2 separate regions of the Ovis aries genome follow, and region 2 is linked to region 1. The links are chromatin contacts, called in public Hi-C maps. All regions are on one chromosome and are shown on one strand. The core of a region is the stretch at or near the end of the contact, and the rest is flanking DNA. Distances in the headings are between cores, read along the strand shown.

Region 1 (3,798 bases), core at 694-3,193:
GCCAAAGCCCTGAGAGGCTCTGCTTCAGTCCTAAATCCCCTCCCCCAGCCCCACAGGCAGGTAGCAAGCCCTGGGAAGGGTTCCCACAGTGCATTAGCTCTGAACAGGTCAGGAGGAAGAGGAGTGTCATGCTATCCAGCCTCTGTTGTCAATAATTCATGAGGTTCAGACTGAGGGGCACCAGTCAGAGTCAGTTTTCCCCACACATGGGGAAAATTAGACTCAAGCTCTCTTATCTCATCGAGATGTGCTGAATATCACAGCTATATAACATCTCGATTGAGGAATAAACTATAAATCCAGTGCATGTTTGTTATATCATTCACTACTCATACACTTTTAGATGCTGAAATCTTTTTGGCTGCTCAGCTGACCTACACATGTACTACCTGAACCTTTAGCAAGTATGAATTCTGTTAAACAGCAATCCCGGAACTGAATTTCACAGACCGGGATTCTCTCTCCTCTAATTGTAGGGATTGACATCAGGTTGCCAGACTGGTGATTTCACCAACTAACAACCCTTTTCTTAACCTACCCATCTGCTTTCATCATATTCTCTTAACAGAAAGACTAACACCAAAAAATAATTAAAAAGAGCAAAAGCATATCCCAGAATAAAGGACTATCTCTTAAATTAAATAAGCTTAGCTTTATGAAACACTGTATTTTCTTTTTATTTTTTGCCTTGAACTAGTGAAAACTTTGCCTTGGATCTACACAGCTTCTCAGTCTGGCATTTGGAGGCCACAGGGTTAAACCAATTCAGATGCTGACACTGGGTCTGCCGGGCCTTTCTTCAGTGTATCATAAGCCATCCAGATTTATTAATTCTCCCAGAAACCCAGGAGGGAGATCATTTCAGCCCACTTGGGAGAAGTAGGGGCTGAAGTCTTGGACACAGAATTTATAGCTGGAGAGGACCTTATCTATCATCTACCCCAGCACCCTCAGCTTACAGATGGAGAGCCTGGCTTGTGGCAGCAATAATAATTACTCTATGGTAGCAATAATTACTATGTGTTTAGTAGTTCAAAGTTTATAAAATGCTTTTACATTCAACAAATATTTATTGAACTAGGATGGAGGCTAAGACCTGGGGACACAGTGATTATGAAGCACTTGAGTGCTCCTGAGTGCTCTGAATTTCCACCACTGGTTAGGGGACACTCTAGCCTCCTTGCTACCACTTAGGCCTAGAGAAGTTCTCTAGAGCGGAGGATATAAGAGATCCTGTCAGGTCAGGATCTTTAATTCTGCACGCTGGTTACCCCTGGTGATCAGAGTCTACCCTCCAGGCCTATGGGGATGGAGGAGAACTTGAGCCAGAGTGAAGGGCAGTGCAGGCCTAGCCCTGCTCCTCTCCATCAGGCGTCTCCCGTAGGCTCCTCCAGGCTCCCCTGAGACCCTCAGGAGGAGCCTCACCCCCATGAGCAATCTCAAAACATCTGGCCTCCTTTGAGCTGTCACAAACGTGGACCCAGACTTTCTTGGAAAACAAAACCCACCTTGAAGTTCTAGGAAGCAAAAGCAAACAGTTAAAGTCCCCTCTGCCCCAAGAACTGACGTGGGCAAGCAGAGGTGGGAGGAGGAGAGGGAGGACAAGGAAGTCTACGAGCTCCCCGAGGTGGGGAGGGCCCCACAGGGAACCGGAACCGACAGCACCGTCCCAAGCCGGGCCGGCCAGGGCGAGCAGGGGATCTAGGGGCGCGGGGGCCACAAACGGCAGGGGGCGCTCTTGGCCACGGCCGGCTCCCCTGGCCTAGGGCCCGCGCGGAGCGGGAGGAGCTGTCCCGATCTAGGGCTTAAGAGGGGCGGGGAGACGGGATCCGGGAGCCAGAAGCTGGGAGGGGAGCGGGCCGCCGAGCCAGGAGGCGATTCACTCTTCGCCTTGCCCCTCGCCCTGCCCCACTGTCACCTCCCCTGGGCGGTGCAGAACCCTGAACCGGCCGGCGCCATGCTGAAGGTGCGACTGCCTTTGGGTGCCTGTGCGCGGTCGTGGAAGTCGGTCCGGATGGCCAGCTGCGGGATGGCGCGCCGGAACCCGCTGGAGAATAAGGTGGCCCTAGTAACGGCCTCCACTGACGGGTGAGTGCCCGAGTGAGTCTCTGAGTCCCCCGTTGTCTGCAAACAGGTGATACCCCTTGTCCTTGGCCTCCCGCGCCCTCTCTTCAGCCCTCCCGTGCGGCCAGAGCTGGCCCTGGAAGAAAGGCAGCACGTGGTTGGCCTGCAGCCCCCTTCAGATTCCGCTCCCCCCACCTTTGCAGTTAACAGCGCTCTTGTCACTGCCGCCCCTGGCTCGAGTCCGCCGCCTTGGCGTTGCCCCTCACCCTACCCCGTCTATCCTGTCTCCTGGGGTTCTGGGCCGCCCCAATCAACTGGCTCCACCTAGAGTCTGGGAAGACCAGAGGCCGGAAGTCCAAGACAGTCCAGATTTCAAACACCCTATGCACTGCCTACACCGACTGTGGAAATGTTCCAGACACCCCCACTGTGGCACCCCCAGGAGCCTCACAGAACTTTGCCCCTTCCCTAGAGGGGACACAAGTCATGTGTCCAGGTTCTTGTTTAGTTCAGTATACTGTGGCCTCTCTTGCCCAGCCTGTTTCTTACCAGCCACTGTGACCTACCCTGTTTCTCATTCCCACAGACCCCTGCTAGATGCCAGCTCTTCACAAAGTTAGAATACATATAAATGGGGAAACCTGGAGAAGGCAATGGCACCCCACTCCAGAACTCTTGCCTGGAAAATCCCATGGACGCAGGAGCCTGGTAGGCTGCAGTCCATGGGGTCGCACAGAGTGGGGCACGACTGAGGCGACTTGGCAGCAAATGGCTAACAAGCGCAAAATGTGTGGCCCTGGGGGTTTCCCTGGAGGTCCAGTGGCTAAGACTCCATGCTCTCAATGCAGGAGCCCCAGGTTTAATCCCTGGTCAGGGAACTAGATCCCACATGGACCAACCAAGACCCATATAGCCAGGTAGATAATTTTTTTTTAATGTATAACCCTTTCTCCTATGAATGTAAAAAATTTATGTTCATAACCAGAGACCCCCAGTTTCATATGTACTCCAAAATATAACTAGTCAGTTCAGTTCTGATGCTGGGAAAGATCGAAGGCAGGAGAAGGGGATGACAGAGGATGAGGTGGTTGGATGGCATCACTGACTCAATGGACATGAGTTTGAGTAAACTCCAGGAGTTGGTGATGGACAGGGAGGCCTGGGTGCTGCAGCCCACGGGGTCGCAAAGAGTCGGACACGACTGAGCGACTGAACTGAACTGACTGAACCAGAGACCCCGTTTCATATGTACCCCAAAACATAACTAACAATAGAATATTGAGATGATGTAGACTACTGTCCTAAGGAAATTATTTAGGGGTAAAGGCTTTTCTGAGACTCTCCAATCATGGAAATCACTGCTGCTTGCTATACCCCTAAGTCATTTCTCTCTCCCCTCAGTCCCTATAGGGTATGGAGCCTATGATAACACCTATGGAAGGTGTTATCACTTCCTGGGAACCTAGACTGAGGGCCAAAACCATAATAAAAATAGTAAACCAGTGCCAAAAAGATGCTAAGCATGTCCATCTGTATGGTAATGGCTGTGCCATTAATCCTAACAGGTGGAGGTCCTACAGAAAGCAGCCTGACTTAAGAGCCCATGCTCTCCCCCTCTTCCTGTACCAGGCTTAAAAGTCCTTCTCTCTCTCTGCCCACAGGATCGGTTTTGCCATCGCCCGGCGTCTGGCGCAGGACGGGGCCCACGTGGTGGTCAGCAGCCGGAAGCAGCAG
Region 2 (3,798 bases), core at 915-3,414, 34 kb before region 1:
TTCTGATCCCAGTAGCATAATAATAATTGTCCAGAAGGAAAATCCCCAATTGTCCATCACCTTTATCATAGATCGAGCTGGAAGAACTCCACCTGGCCACAGAGGAATTATGTTTGTTTTTCTGCCTCCCATTATATTAAATGCCCTTTTACCACTTTCCTCTTTGCCTTACCATCCTGGACATTCTAATCATTCCTCCCAGAAAAACACAGAAAAAATAAATGTTTTGATGTTTAGAAGTTGTTAAAAGGAAAGGGTTGGCTGGCATTGTCCTTGTTGTGCCACTGGCCGCAGAGCTCTTGATAATTCAGTCTCTGGGCTGAATTCTGATTCATCTCGAGGTTCAACATCACTGTCACTACCGTCATCAGCCTAAGGCTGGCTTTGCAAGAATCACATAGAACCACGGGGTAGAGAAAGAGCTGGCGGATCTTGCCCTCAGCTTCGTATGTCACCTTCTTTATTTCATGCCACCAAGACAAAGCTTAATTACAGGTTCTTACCCTTTTCCAGCTGAGCTATTTAAAATCCTAAAAGATGATGCTGTTAGAGTGCTGCATTCAATATGTCCGCAAATTTAGAAAACTCAGCAGTGGCCACAATACCGGAAAATGTCAGTTTTCATTCTAATCCCAAAGAAGGGAAATGCCAAAGAATGTTCAAACTACCATGCAATTGTGTTCATTTCATATGCTAGTAAGGTTATGCTCAAAATCCTTCAAGCTAGGCTTTCAGCTGGGAAAGACTGAAAGCAAATGGAGAAGGAGGCAGCAGAGAATGAGATGGTTGGATAGCATCACCTGGACATGAACCTGAGCAAACTTTGGGAGGTGGTGAAGGATAGGGGAGCCTGGCCTTACTGCAGTACATAGTGTTGCAGAGTTGGACATGATTTAGCAACTGAACAACAAACCTTAGTCAGCTTTATCAAGACTTCTAGGGGATCATTAGAAATATGTCATCACTAATTGTTCCAGAGTATATAAGACAAGAATAGCATTCTCTATTTTGGAGAAGAAGAGGAAGAAAGTATATGGCATATAATATATGTCAGTTCAGTTCAGTCACTCAGTCATGTCCACCTCTTTGCGACCCCATGGACTGCAGCACGCCAGGCTTCCCTGTCCATCACCAACTCCCAGAGCTTGCTCAAACTGTGTCCATATATATATATATATATATATATATATATATATATATATATATAAATATATACACATATATGTAGTTACATATGTGTGTAAGAGAGGTGAAATATCTCACATAGGCCTCAGTGCACGTGTGCTCAGTGATGTCCGACTTTTTGTGGCCCCATGGGCTGTAGCCTGCCAGGCTGCACTGTCCATGGAATTTTCCAGGCAAGAATACTGGAGTAGGTTGCCATTTCCTACTCTAGGGGATCTTCCCAACCCAGGAATGGAACCCACACCTCTGTGTCTCCTGCACTGGCAGGTAGATTCTTTACCACTGGTGCCACCTGGGAAGCCCATTGCACAGAATAATACCAAGCTCTTATGAAATGGCTTGAATATACCAGCATACCCTTCACAATCAAGTCCTGTACCGGAGCGGGTTGCCATTTCCCTTCTCCAGGGGATCTTCCCAACCCAGGGATCAAACGGGGGTCTCCCTCATTGCAGGCAGATTCTTTACCATCTGAACCACCAGGGAAGCCCCTACATGTGTATGTATTATCTGTATATAGATACACAAATATATACACACATACATATTTTGGCTCTTTTTGTTTGTATGTGATTTCTATACCTTCTCACATAATTTTTCCAAAATATTTTCCCTTAAGAGAGTATTCAGAGGTATTTTCAGGTAGTAGTTACCAGAAAAAAAGAAAATCAGAGTGCTTTAATAAGCTTTTATGGTTTTCATCAAAAATAAGTGTCTTTTTAAATATAACTGGTCCTTGTAATTATATAAATGTAGTCATATTAAACCCAGTAATGTAATTGATGAGATGTTTTTGATCTGCAATAATTGGACCAACTACAAAGCCAACTAAGATATTTAAGTGTTATTTTCATTCCCAAAGAAAAGGAAGGGGAATGAAAAAAAAGATAAAACCTTCTTGGTCACAGCTAGAACCCAGAGGACTATTTCACCTGTCTCTTGGCATGAATTTTACCTCAAACGCACACATACAAAAATCTACTTCAAACAAACATCTGCCATTAGCTCAGACCTGATCAATAAAGTCAGCAGAAGCAGGGCACGCTTCGTACCATTAGAGAGAAAATACACCCGCATTATTCGGGAGACCTGAGGAGAAAGAGATCCAAAAAAAATTTTCCCCTTGAAAATAGTAAGAAAAGTAAATGGCCGTCTTTTAGATTCTGTGAATGGGGTGATATGGCTGAAATTTATTATACAGGTCTTCAAAAGATCCTTGTGCTGCTTTAGTTTTTAACCATTTTTTAAAATTTGGCTATAGTTAATTTACAATGTGTTAGTTTGGGGTATACAGAAAATGACTCAGCTATAGATAGATAGATACTTTTGCAGCTTCTTTTCCACTATCGGTTATTACAACACATGGGGTATATTTCCTGTGCTATACGGTAAGTCCTTATTGTTTATCTAGCTTATATATACTAGTGTATATATGTTAATCCCAACCTCCTAATTTGTCTCTTCCCTGCCTGCTATCCCCTTTGGTAACCATGTTTGTTTTCTATGTCTGCGAGTCTATTTCTGTTTTGTTAGGTTCGTTCACATCATTTTTTAGATTCCACATATAAGTGATATCATATATTTGTCTCTGTCTAACTTCACTTAATATTTCATTTCACTTGTTATACAGGGTCTTCAGAATGTCCTTGTTCTGCTTTAGATTTAACTCTGTTCATTCTGATAATGGGGTAACACGTGTAATGAGATGAAATGGAAAAGTCTCTTCTGCTGAAATGGACTTCTGCTCTTCAAGCCATAGGACAGAGTTTGTCCTCTTAGCTACAGAAATCATTTATTTCTTTAGGATCTGAATTAAGACAGCACAACCGTTCTGTGAAGGGCTCAGGATACACACCAAATGGTGTCCCTTGGTGTGAGTGGAACTCACAGGAGCAGGGTCAATGGGGCCCGGCCCCCCCACCCCGTGTCCTATAGAGAGATGTGCTGGAGCCCAGTGAAAGACATGTGCTGAGAAGAGCCCCAGAGGGCTTGACGCACCCCTCTAGCCCTCTGTTTTATGAGATGTGTATAAAAGCATCCTCACATGAGGGACTAAACATTTTATTTATGCACACCAAACATTTTCTTTATGCACACCAAGGCCTTCCCTCCCTGGTGGCTCAGATGGTAAAGAATCTGCCTATAATGCAGGAGACCCGGGGTTTCATCCCTGGGTGGGGAGGATCCCCTGGAGAAGGGAATGGCTACCCACTCCAATATTCTTGCCTGGGGAATTCCATGGACAGAGGAGCCTGGCGGGCCACAGTCCATGGGGTTGGAAAGAGTCGGACATGACTGAGCGACTTTCACATGCACACCAAGCAGTTCTCATCGTAGGCGCCCGCTGTCTAGGGGGATTCTCTGATGCCTCCGTTTCCAGACCCTGGAAACAAGTCCCCGGGGGGACATTGAGTCTGAGAGCTGACTCACTGCCAGGCAACGTAGAGAGACAGGATCCCCCTGTCAGAGTCACACTCCAGACAGTGCTGCTCGTCTCCACGACACGCAAGTGCATAGTTGCACAAACACACCTACACAACATACACAAGTCTACTGTTGCTGGGGAGAGATGGGAGTAATTAACAGACTTCATTTTTTTAAGCAGGTTTTTAG

Evidence for each region. A called contact is a pair of places that touch in the nucleus more often than the background predicts.
Region 2: a Hi-C map of liver shows a contact between it and region 1, with 1.7 times the contacts expected there. The contact joins the enhancer-like site here to the promoter of LOC101119050 in region 1. A contact is called at or near these places in 2 of 16 Hi-C or Micro-C datasets (liver and mixed tissues).

What each region holds. Positions count from the first base shown.
Region 1 is chr7:20,913,266-20,917,063 of ARS-UI_Ramb_v3.0, reverse strand. LOC101119050 (dehydrogenase/reductase SDR family member 4) reads left to right here and starts at 1,943. Exons shown (of 6, transcript XM_060418943.1): 1 at 1,943-2,088; 2 at 3,726-3,798. The coding sequence starts at 1,958.
Region 2 is chr7:20,947,062-20,950,859 of ARS-UI_Ramb_v3.0, reverse strand. It overlaps the pseudogene LOC101121175. Among named protein-coding and RNA genes, the nearest start is that of CARMIL3, 46 kb to the right of the region's middle. Within about 2 kb of position 2,164, at least 1 of the 54 cell types and tissues checked has an H3K27ac peak or open chromatin away from gene starts, as enhancers often do. A contact at or near this core is called in liver, where this site is marked.